2 separate regions of the Arachis hypogaea genome follow, and region 2 is linked to region 1. A link is a contact called in public Hi-C data. All regions are on one chromosome and are shown on one strand. The core of a region is the stretch at or near the end of the contact, and the rest is flanking DNA. Distances in the headings are between cores, read along the strand shown.

Region 1 (5,564 bases), core at 1,543-4,042:
ACCAACATTCCAATTTCAGGATCTCCCTTTGATATATGATGGTGGTCAATCTGCCCAATTCCTGCACTAAACATGATCGGCTTTAACCATTCCCGCCTATCTCCACTAGGAAGTCTCATTCCAAAAGTTCTACAGAAGCCCTGGATCAAGGGCTCCCCAAATTTGTTCCCATAGTCTGATGCACCATTACTAGCATCAATAAGGATCTGGAGAGGTGATGCCAAATTTGAAGGATATGTAAAAGATGGATCTTCCCACGGAGCATAAAACCCAGGTGTGTTAAGATTCCCAACACAATAACCAGCTGTAGCTGCTTGGACAAAAGACCCCCTACCTGTTGCATGTGTATCTCTAATGCGACCTCCTGCACCTGTTTCTGCACCAGGATAAGGTGCCACTGCACATGGGAAATTATGTGTTTCAGCTGTAAACAAGATATCTAAATCACGTGATATCAAGCTTAATGGGCATGATGAACCAGGTTCAACAGGTCGTAGCTGCTTTACTGGAAAACCCCTGATAGCACTAGAGTTATCCTTGAAGCCAATAACAGAATTATTTGGATTTGCCTGTAAAGTACTTTTCACAATTTGCATAAGAGTCCTATTCATGAGCTGTCCATCAATGAAAATCTTTCCAGTGAAAAACCAGTGCCTGCTATGCTCGCTGTTGGACTGTGCAATGTCAAATAACTCCACATTTGTTGGGTTCCGCTTTATGTCTTCTTTGAAAAGTTTAGTATAGTATTCTAGATCCTGCTCATCAAAGGCTAAACCCATCTTTTGATTAATCTCTTCTAGTGCCTTTCTACCCTTCTCCATAACAGGAATATAACGAATCTCCTCTGGAACAACATTGGTCTCGAAGGATGTTAACTTCTGAGTATAAACACATTCAGTCATCCTGTCATGTACCATAGATGCGAATTCACTGATTTGGTGATCCTGCAATTCACTTGTAGTGTACAACAAGTACCTCCTTGATCGTTCCAAACGGGTAACTTCAGTCAAACCACATGCTTGGCAAATGGCCACTGCATTTGAAGACCATGCTGTCGTAAACGACAACCTCGGGCCAACCTCTATTATAACAGTCAAGCCCTCCTTCCCCCTTTTGTCGAGAAAGCTATCAGTGCCCAGATTCTCAGGCTCAAAAGTTTCTTGGAGAAGCCATTTAAGGACTGAAAGCTTCATGCTTGAAAGTTGTGAAACAAGGCCAATATTATAACATTGCTCTGTCTGCAGATCCACAATCTGATTAGAGATTTTTGTTTGAGCATCCCTGAGAAGTTCAGCAGCTGCATTTTCTTGAATAAATGGGACACGATACAAATGAAAGACTTCAGAGGCAGGCTTCTCAACCAAGCTAGGTTGCTCCTCTACTGAACTTGTCACAGCCCCTGAAACCACAGCTCTAGGGTTTTCCTGTGCTTGGCACCTTAAAGAAGAAGCTCTCCAAGTTGAACCTTGAGCCCGCCTCCTATTCCCAAGTGTACCCCAAAGCAAATGACTCCTTTGATTCTGAGACTTCTTCACCAAAAACAAAGATTGCCTACAGGTACCCTGAAACCAAAACCACCAAGACACAAACCACATTAACACCAATAGCATCACATATGCCAAATTAAATAAGCGTAATTAATTGGTCAATCAGAGACAATATTCAAACTGAAAATTAAAACAAGCTCATGTTTGATCTATTGTTTGATCCAATGGAAATGGAAATCTTCAGTTTGAAACTAAAAATCATGTTAAAATATATCGCAACATGATGTTATCAAAGTTTCTCAAATAAGCTAAAACTGATTATGTAGCTTCTATGTTACTACAGCAAACAAAATGCAGAAAACAAAAGAGCATTGTTATATGATGATGCTTAACCAAAAAGCGGCAGTAAAATCAAACCTGAAGGAATTCAGACACCCCAATATCCTTAACACCCACCATGTCCTTGATCAAGTTAGAAAGCTGTGAACAGGAAATTGAAAAAAGAAAATAAGAAAACCACAAGAAGTGATCATGATTATATTTTCATTCCTCAAGATCAGATATTTACAATATAGCAGCTATAGAGTGAGAAGCTGACTAGTCAATGAAGTGACGTGCCAGCGGCTGGCAAAGAGGGAGAGAGCTACCGCCCGCGGCTGCAGCAGAGAGACCACAACACGTAACTGCCCTGGTCTGAAGCCTGAAAACACCATATCAACAACCGTTATACAGCAGCAAGAACACCACCACATATTTACAGTTAGTTTTTTTTTTTTCGAAAAACAAAAGGTACAAATAAACCATACAGCAGCAACAACACATACTTGCATTATATTCAACAACGTTCATATAATAGTTCAATTCAAAACACGGCCAATAAATATTTGCTCCGCATTGTGTTACATTCACTGGTGCCATCATTCAATAAGCAAGCAATCGATATTTCAACAACTCCAATCACCAAATCAATAAATTAGCAATCACCAATGGCAAAAAACAATAACAATAAAAATAAATTCAGATTAAAAGAAAAAGAACCTGGTGTGCACTTGCTGGAATTGCTGTTTGCTTTGAGGCTGTGGTGTGAGCTATTAGCGACGGAGGGTGGACCTGGTGCCTTCGTCGGCGACGGCGAGTGGTGAGTGGAGGAAGGTAGCAGAGAGGGTGCGGCGTGTGTTAGTGTTTTGAGTGAGACACCAAAACCCTGCTAAGTGATTTTCTCAGGTCTCTTCGAATTATTCAACTGTGAAAATTAAATATTTATAATTTATAATATAAATAAATAATAATAAACAAAAGAGCATTTAATAAACGGATGAGACCAATTGAGCATATTACTACTTTTTCATTATTCACTTATTCGGTTATTCTTTCTCTATCCACCTTTTCATCCTTCAACTTTAACTACGTTATTACCAGCAGCCGTATGATTAGCACGAGTGAGTCGAGCCCATTTATGCACCACTTTAAAATTGGTCGTTAATAGTTAAGCTAAATTTATGAAATAGTGAACTAAATTTGAGTTTAAATCTGAAATTAAATTTATAAATTAAATGAACCAAATTTAAGATTAGATAAGCTCATTTCATTAGTTTATAAATTGGCTCGATTATATATATAATATTAAAAATATAAATTAAATTTATATAAGATAAAATATACATATTTATAATTTAATAAATAATTTTTCATATTTATTAATATTTTTAATTATTTAAAATTTTATAGTCATATTTTATATATAATTTTAATGTAAAACATAAATAAAAAAAATTTAAAATTGATAGATAAATAATATATTAAATAAAATTATATATAAAATATGACTATAAAATTTTAAATAATTAAAAATATTAATATATATGTAAAATTATATTTTATATATATATTAAATTAATACGTATATCTTATCTTATATGAATTTAATCTTTATTTTTAATAATATATATAATCGAGTCAATTTAGGAACTAATGACTATAAAATATGACTATAAACTCATTCCAATCCTAATTAAAATTGCTTTTTTTTTTTAATTTTAAACTGAAATAATCAATATAAAAAATTAATCAACGAATGAATTAGTCACAATAAATTTAAATTCTTATATTTATCTGTTTAACACGTATTTTTGTAACAGAAATACTTTTATAAAATTATTTTGTATTTATTATCTTTATCTTTATATATATAAAGTGAATTTTAGTATACATATGTTTATAATAGTTATAATGATTATGCAAGTATTTTAAAAATTAAAATAATTATATTTTTTATTTTAATAATACCTTTTTAATATTATTTTTAAAATACTAAAGTCGCTATAGTAATTATAATATAGATATATTAAAATGAAATATATATATATATATATATATATATATATATTATTTTTATATCATGTACAATGAAAAAAAAAGATGAAAATGGTTATAATAATAATAATAATACTTTTTATTTAGAGTTGATGGATAATATCACGCTCATTGACCATTGACTTGTATAATAATGGATTTTTTATTTTTAAAAATTAAATAAATGTAATAATTATTAAAATAAATAATTTAAAAAATATTTATCAAAATAAATATCTCTCTTATCTCGTTTATACTGTAAACAAGATAATTTTGCATGCGAGATAAACACGTATTGTATACATCTGTCTTATTTTGTTTACATTATAAATAAGATACATGCAAAATTATCTCGTTTACAGTATAAACAAGATAAAAGAGAGGTATTTATTTTGATAATTATTATATTTATTTAATTTATAAAAATAAAAAATCCGTATAATAATGCTTATAGAACAATTAAAATGAATATTTGGAAGAGAAAATTATGATATCATAATAGATAATATATTGTTTTTTATTATTATTTTTATTTATTTTACGGTCTAAGGGAATAGAACCTTAAATGCAACTATGTTATGATACAATTATCTAATAAGCCAATCTTAGTCAATAAATATTAGACTGGCCAAACAAGCACACTCAAACAAAATACAAAAAATGAGTGACAAAGTGCAATCATAAGAAAAAAAAAAAAACAATTAAAATAAATGATTTCTTTACTCTCACTTCAAATTTTTCTTTTTTTAAGGATTGGTAATACTAATTTTATTTGCGGATATTCAATTTCATATAATTCGTTTAAATAGTATTGATAATCTAATTTGTTGTCACAAATTTAAATAGAGTGTGAGTTTAAGTTTAATCTTACCTAAGCTACCCATACTTCTAATATATTAGTATATTTTATAAAAAAAAATGATATATTTACTGTGAATTGTGAAATCAAACACACTTTTTTTTGTTTTGTATAATTTTTCTAAACCACTAAACTGATCATTTTAATATTGTTTGTGTTATTAATTTTAACATGAACCTGATTACAAATTGATGTTTGTGTCGTTTGTAATTTTAACGTGATGATTTTATTGTTTTAATTTTAATATGAACTTAATCTGGTAGTTTTTATATTATTAGTATGTTTATTAAAGATTGTATGATTAAATTCTTTTTTTAATATTTTTTGTGTGGATAAGGTGGAATAAGATCGAATGTTGGTCTTTAGGGTGTCAATAGAGTTTGGGACGTGGAATTCTAAACTTTAGAGATATTTTCAATTAGTAGATAGAGTTAAAGTTGAGCTTAAATCTTATCCTACTCATTATTAGGGCTGGAAGTGAGTTGAGCTGAGTCGAGTTGAGTCGAGTTAGACCAAATTCAAACTCGACTCACGAAAGTTAAGTTCGGCTCATGACTCAACTCATTAACAATCGAGCCTATTTCTTAAGCTCAAACTTGGTTCACCGAAAGCTCATGAGCCGACTCAAGCTCCCGAGCTGGCTTAAATAACAGGAACATAATCTATAATTCTATATTAATAAATTATAACTTATATATATTAAAAAATATTAATTTTATATATTGTGTATCTATTAATTATGAATTTTTTATTTATGTCCTACATCAAAATCATATAAAAAATAATTATAAAATTTTAAAGAAGAATATTAATATATATAAAATTATATATTACTATTTTATATGTATATATATAATATTAAAAGT
Region 2 (5,768 bases), core at 2,606-5,105, 66 kb after region 1:
GGTTTACGTTGAGTGTGTGTGCGTGGTGGTTGGTTATATATACCCCTCTAAGGCATTGAGGTAGAAGAGGATTGTCATTTCTCACAAATGAATGGTGAGGAGAGTTTTGTGACTCTAGTTCATTGCTCTGGGAAAATTCAAAAAAGCAAAAGGCATGGTGTTAAATTTAGATAGGGAACTGCTTAGTGTTTTTATCTGGTCATCGAGTACATTGGTAGAGATAAAACACAATATATTACAGAAGGTGGGTGTGTGTGGGACAAAGTGGGTAAAAAAATTGTTCTACAAAATTTTCATTGCCGTTTTGTCGGCCAGTGTGAAGTATGAGACATTTTTGATAGGGTCTAATGAAGACATTCAGATCTTGTTTCACTGTTGGCGGAGTTTTTTGGAGGTTAGAATACCCGAGCTTCTTGCGAAGTTTGAAGATGGCGTCGATAGCTCTAGGGCATCGACGCCGAATCCTCAGTCAATGATGATGGATGGTGCCTCGACGTCGATGCCTGTGGTAGCACCTTCAGGTCTGATCCCTGATCCTCCACGTGTTGCGGCTGGTACTGATGGTGTGCCTCGTGGTGTTCCTGATTTTGAAGTTGAGGCCGGACCGGATCGAGTTGAGAATGCAATGTGGGACGATGATTCGGACGATAAGCTGGTCAACATTGGTGGGGACAGTGATGATGATATTCCGAGCAATACACATACACCCCACGGAGCTTCGGCTTCCGGCACACAACAGTATCCTTCACACTTGTCAACCTTGAACTTGGAAGCCATCGGCCAACAGCAGAACGTAGAGGCAACCTTCGCGGGCCAGGGTCTGCATGATGCGACTGCTTTGACAGACTTTCAGATTGGCCAATCCTTCCAGAGTAAGGAGGAAGTTATGTTAAGTGTAAAGGATTACAGCATCCAGCGTGGAGTTGAGTACAGGATGATGGAGTCAGACCATCTCAAATACAACGGGAGATGTAAGGAGTTTAGAAAAGGATGCACATGGATGATCCGTATCACGCTGCAACAAAGGAAGAGCACCTGGGAAGTTAGTAGGTACAACGGACCGCACACGTACTTGGCCACATCGATATCGAGCGACCACAGACAGCTTGATTACCATGTCATATGTGCGACAATGTTTTTGTTGGTCAGAGCTGATGCCTCAGTTACGATTAAGGTGTTGCAGGAAGCACCAGAGGCAACCTATGGTTTCAGGCCTAGCTATAAGAAGGTATGGATGGCAAAGCAGAAGGCAGTAGCACAGATCTATGGTGACTGGGAAGAGTCTTATGGTGAGTTGCCTCGTTGGATCCTTGGGGTGACATCCACCATGGAGGGTACGATTGCTCTGTTGAAGACCTCTCCGGTTAGAGTGGGTGATCAGGTTGATGAATCAACAGTCTACTTTCATCGTCTTTTTTGGACATTTCCTCCATGTATTGAGACTTTCCGACACTGTAAGTCGCTAGTCATCATCAATGGTACGCACTTGTATGGCAAGTATGGAGGAACTTTGTTGTTGGCTATTGCTCAAGATGAAAACTCGAAAACTCGAACATTTTGCCCGTTGCGTTTGCACTTGTGGAAGGAGAAAATGCAGAGTCCTGGGCATACTTTCTATCCAACCTGAGAAGCCATGTGACTCCACAACCAGGTATTCTGGTGATATCTGACAGGCACATTGGCATCAAGGCGGCACTAGAAGCACTTGATAGTGGTTGGCGACCTCCCCATGCTTATCGGGCATTTTGCATTTGGCATGATGCCACAAAATTTGGGCTCAGCTTCAAGGGGCAAGATTCAAGGAGGTTACTGGTAAATGCTACTTATGCAAAGACAGAGGCCGAGTTTGACTATTGGCTTGATATAATGAGGACAGAGAATCCGGCTTTGTGTGATTGGGTAAACATGATGGAGTATGAGAGGTGGACACAGCACAAGGATGGTGGCAGACGATATGGTCACATGACGACCAACATATCTGAGTGTGTCAACTCTATTTTGAAGGGCACCAGGAATCTACCAGTGACGTTGGTGAAGTCTACATATCTACGGCTTGCAGAGTTGTTTGTTGTTCGAGGTCAAACGACAGAGGCACAGCTAGGATCTGGGCACCAGTTTTGCCAGGCGCTTGTGAAAGTCATTGAGCGGAACTTGAGGGATTCAAGGTGCTTCACAGTGACACTGTTCGACAGGCATCAATTTGAGTATATCGTGACAGAGACTACTCCTACAGGTAACTTCTCATTGGGTACCTATCGAGTTTCTCTTATAGATCGCACCTGCGACTGTGGCCACTTTCAGGCCCTGCACTACCCCTGTTGCCATGCAATCGCATGCTGTGCTCAGTCGCGGCTAGATTGCGCCACGTATGTTGATGAAGTTTACAGCATGTCTGAGGTATTCAAGGTGTATCAAATGGGCTTTGCACCTTGTATTTCAGAGGGGCTTTGGCTGCCATATGACAGACTGACTGTGATCCCTGACCCTAACATGCGACGAGCTAGAGAAGGGCGACCACGATCCACCCGTATCTGCAACAACATGGATGAAGCTGACTCTAGTAGACCAAAGCGATGTGGCCTATGCAGGCAACCCGGCCACACTCGTAAGAGTTGCTCTCAGCGAGGTTCCACGGTCGGGTCCTAAGATTAGATGTTTTATTCACGTTGTATTATGTTATGTAGTAGTTATTGTTCATCTTGGTTATTAGTTGTGCTATCCTAAATGTTATGAGCTCGCATTAGTACGCTATTTTCATGTAACGGTTTATTTGTTTTGTGTAATGCATTAGAACTTTGTAATCTTGTATTGATGTATTTGTATTTCTTCAAAACTAAAAACAATTGAAGAAGCATGCAACAGATACTTGTGAAAATATATAGTCATACAGTCATCAACACATTTATAAAACCAACCATAGATACTTAAAAAAAGATAGGGTCACACAATTGTACCTACTAAGTTTGGAACATAACTCTCGAAATAAACATGAAATCATACGGTGCTGGAAATAAATAAATAAGATACGTGGAATGCAACTACTAAAACAATCACAAAGACAACTACCTACTTGTGACCATCATCCGGGTCATTGTCCCCGAATGCGACAAGCAGATGAGAACATGTGCCACATCGAGGAGGACGCCTCACTCTAGTAGGTCAGTGGGGCTGCTGTGCAACAACGTTAGCCGAACGGTCCGCTCCAAATGCAGACTGGGGCGTCCCTCCCATGGTGAACCAAGTGTCCAATGGGCTACTTGCGGGCTCGTTCAAGTCCACCATAGACTGTCTCTGATAGTTCGGTATCTGATACTCTGGTGCCTGGATCTGGATATCTGGCATCTATGGGTGGTAAGCTGGGGCATCGAGCTGGATATCTGGCATCTGCAAATGGTAATCAAGTGCATCAACCTGGATCTGGGACTGATCGTCATCCTCCCGCATGATAGTCGTGAACTCTGCGTAGAACTGTGAACTACCCATCTGATCGTCTATGTCCATGGTCATCGTTGTCGTACCAAGATCAGCATACATCTGTGCAATGTCATGGAATGCATGAGAGCTGCATTCAGTTGTGAATGTCCCGCCCCCAGCCCCAGTCGCCGTGTACCCGCTAATTCCACCACCAATTTGGGTACCACCCCCAGCCCCCCTACATCTAACACTGGCCCGCCGAACACAGTGCTCGCTAATACCTCCGTCGTCCCCACCTGCATCATCCTCCTACATCATATCATCTAACCATCACCACTCCCGACCTGTGTCCCGGGTACCAATACGACGGCGTCTCTCGACAAGCTTGTTGTCCGATAACTGTGATCTCCGTGGTGCCTGTGACGATCCTCTCTGAAAGGCCTCCGTCGGTATCTCTACGTGCCTGGGATCTGCAAATGTGGCTCCTGGGGAAAGGACCCTGTGCACCTTGCGGTGCCACCAATCTAAGAACTCAACGAAGGGGCCTGGATCAGCCACTCTGTCAATAATAAGGACTGAAACAAGTCTATTCTACCAGTGTAAATGCTAGACCTAATAGTAATAGGGGAACCACCTATCTCCGCCCGTCTCGTCCTTAGCATGTAGTCAGTCTATGTTCAAAGCCCCCTCGGGAACATGCTACACCCCGCCAAGTTGTGGGACCACCCTATCAACTTAATGCCACTCAATGATGGCAAAATATATCAAACTAGTAACCGCTTGCCATAACTAACAATGCTCCTCCGCAAGTATCTCAGGATGGACCACAGCTAGTACGTTGAGGGTAGAGTAAGGCTCCCATACAATCTGAAAATTTAACATCCTCGAACGTTATAACAGAATGTATATATATAATCATAATGATGAACTCCAACTAATGAAACCAACCACAAACATGATACTTACATCCCGAGTGGTCAATCGATCTAATGCAAGGCGATAGTTTATAACCCTTTGCTCCTTGCCATCATTTGGTGGTAAGTATGCGGTCCACCTGAACGATAGTAATCGTTTATAAAATGAAGGAATAACACAACATATCATATTTTTCAAGCTTCAAACGAATAAAGAATACCTGGATGCCAACGGAAACGAAAAATCCTCAAACCCAGAGGGCCTCAATGAGGGAAACCGCCAGAATATCCAACTCTGTAGCAAGTGGAGAGGACCTGCCAAGTTGGTAACATTTCTATTCGCCACCTGACACATGCATCGATACAACTATGCCAAAGCGGCGGACCCCCAGCTATAACTCCCCATGTCATCAAGATTCGCCACAAAGGGCAACCACTGTATATGAACCCGGTTCGCACTCTTGTCCCCAAATAATTAAGTGGATAACAACATCATGATATAGGCACGTGCGTATATGCGAACAATATCCTCAGCCGCATCTGTTGGTAACACCCTAAATCTCTGATGGAACCATGTGAAGTGGACTGTCATCTGCTTGACCTTATTCGGTGGTGGCAACTCACCAAATAACTCTTGAAACCATTCCCAAGCTGGTCGGCCATTCTCCATAAATTTTTCAAACTCTGCCAGACAACCACTAACGGCCTTCCCATCGACAGACAACCCAAGCTGAAACGCCATATCTTGCAGTGTCACCGTGCACTCTCCAAAAGGCTCGTCCAACCAGAACTAGCGGCTGTTTAGCCTGGCCAAATGGTACAATCTAGCCCTCTCTAAATAAGGAATGATCCTGTCATGCATAGGCATATTTTGTTACCGCCTCACACTGTAGATATACATACTTAGTTGCACCCAACAGGAAAGATATACACGAAGCATTTAAATTCTACTTTCTACAAAAAAAACCTATCTAATTACACCAAATAAATAAATTATACCATCACCAAACAATGAAACAGTTAAACAATTCAACTATTATTCAATTATCAAATCAAATTGTTAAATATTTAATTTATTAAATAATTAAAAAACCGGTTATAAAATTACATAACCAATTTTCAATCGAGTATAAAAAATAAATACGTTTTCGACAAAAACCGATTTTCTGGACTAAAGAACCGATTTTTTAAAAGAAACCTTTGATAAAAATCAATTATTTAAAATTAGACTTTTAAAATAAAATCTTTTAAAATAAAATCTTTTCTTGAACTTTTGATTTCTATCTTGTTTTACCTTTTCTTTCTTTCTTTATGTTCGAATTCTTTTAGGTGTTTTCTCTTATTTGATTTCAACATTTTTAAGTTTGGTGTCTTTTAGTGTTTTTCTCTTTATTTTTCGAAATTTGTGTTATTTGATTTCAAAATTTTTAAGTTTGGTGT

The links. A called contact is a pair of places that touch in the nucleus more often than the background predicts.
Region 2: a contact with region 1 is called in a Hi-C map of leaf, with 4 times the contacts expected there. The contact joins the enhancer-like site here to the promoter of LOC112769106 in region 1. A contact is called at or near these places in 3 of 8 Hi-C or Micro-C datasets (all in leaf).

Annotation. Positions count from the first base shown.
Region 1 is chr18:23,576,689-23,582,252 of arahy.Tifrunner.gnm2.J5K5, forward strand. It overlaps LOC112769106 (probable phosphoribosylformylglycinamidine synthase, chloroplastic/mitochondrial), which reads right to left and starts at 2,793. Exons shown (of 5, transcript XM_025813519.3): 1 at 2,526-2,793; 2 at 2,056-2,187; 3 at 1,905-1,967; 4 at 1-1,562. The coding sequence starts at 1,946.
Region 2 is chr18:23,641,411-23,647,178 of arahy.Tifrunner.gnm2.J5K5, forward strand. No RefSeq gene overlaps it. Among protein-coding and RNA genes, the nearest start is that of LOC112770833, 8.2 kb to the left of the region's middle. Within about 2 kb of position 3,856, at least 1 of the 3 cell types and tissues checked has open chromatin away from gene starts, as enhancers often do.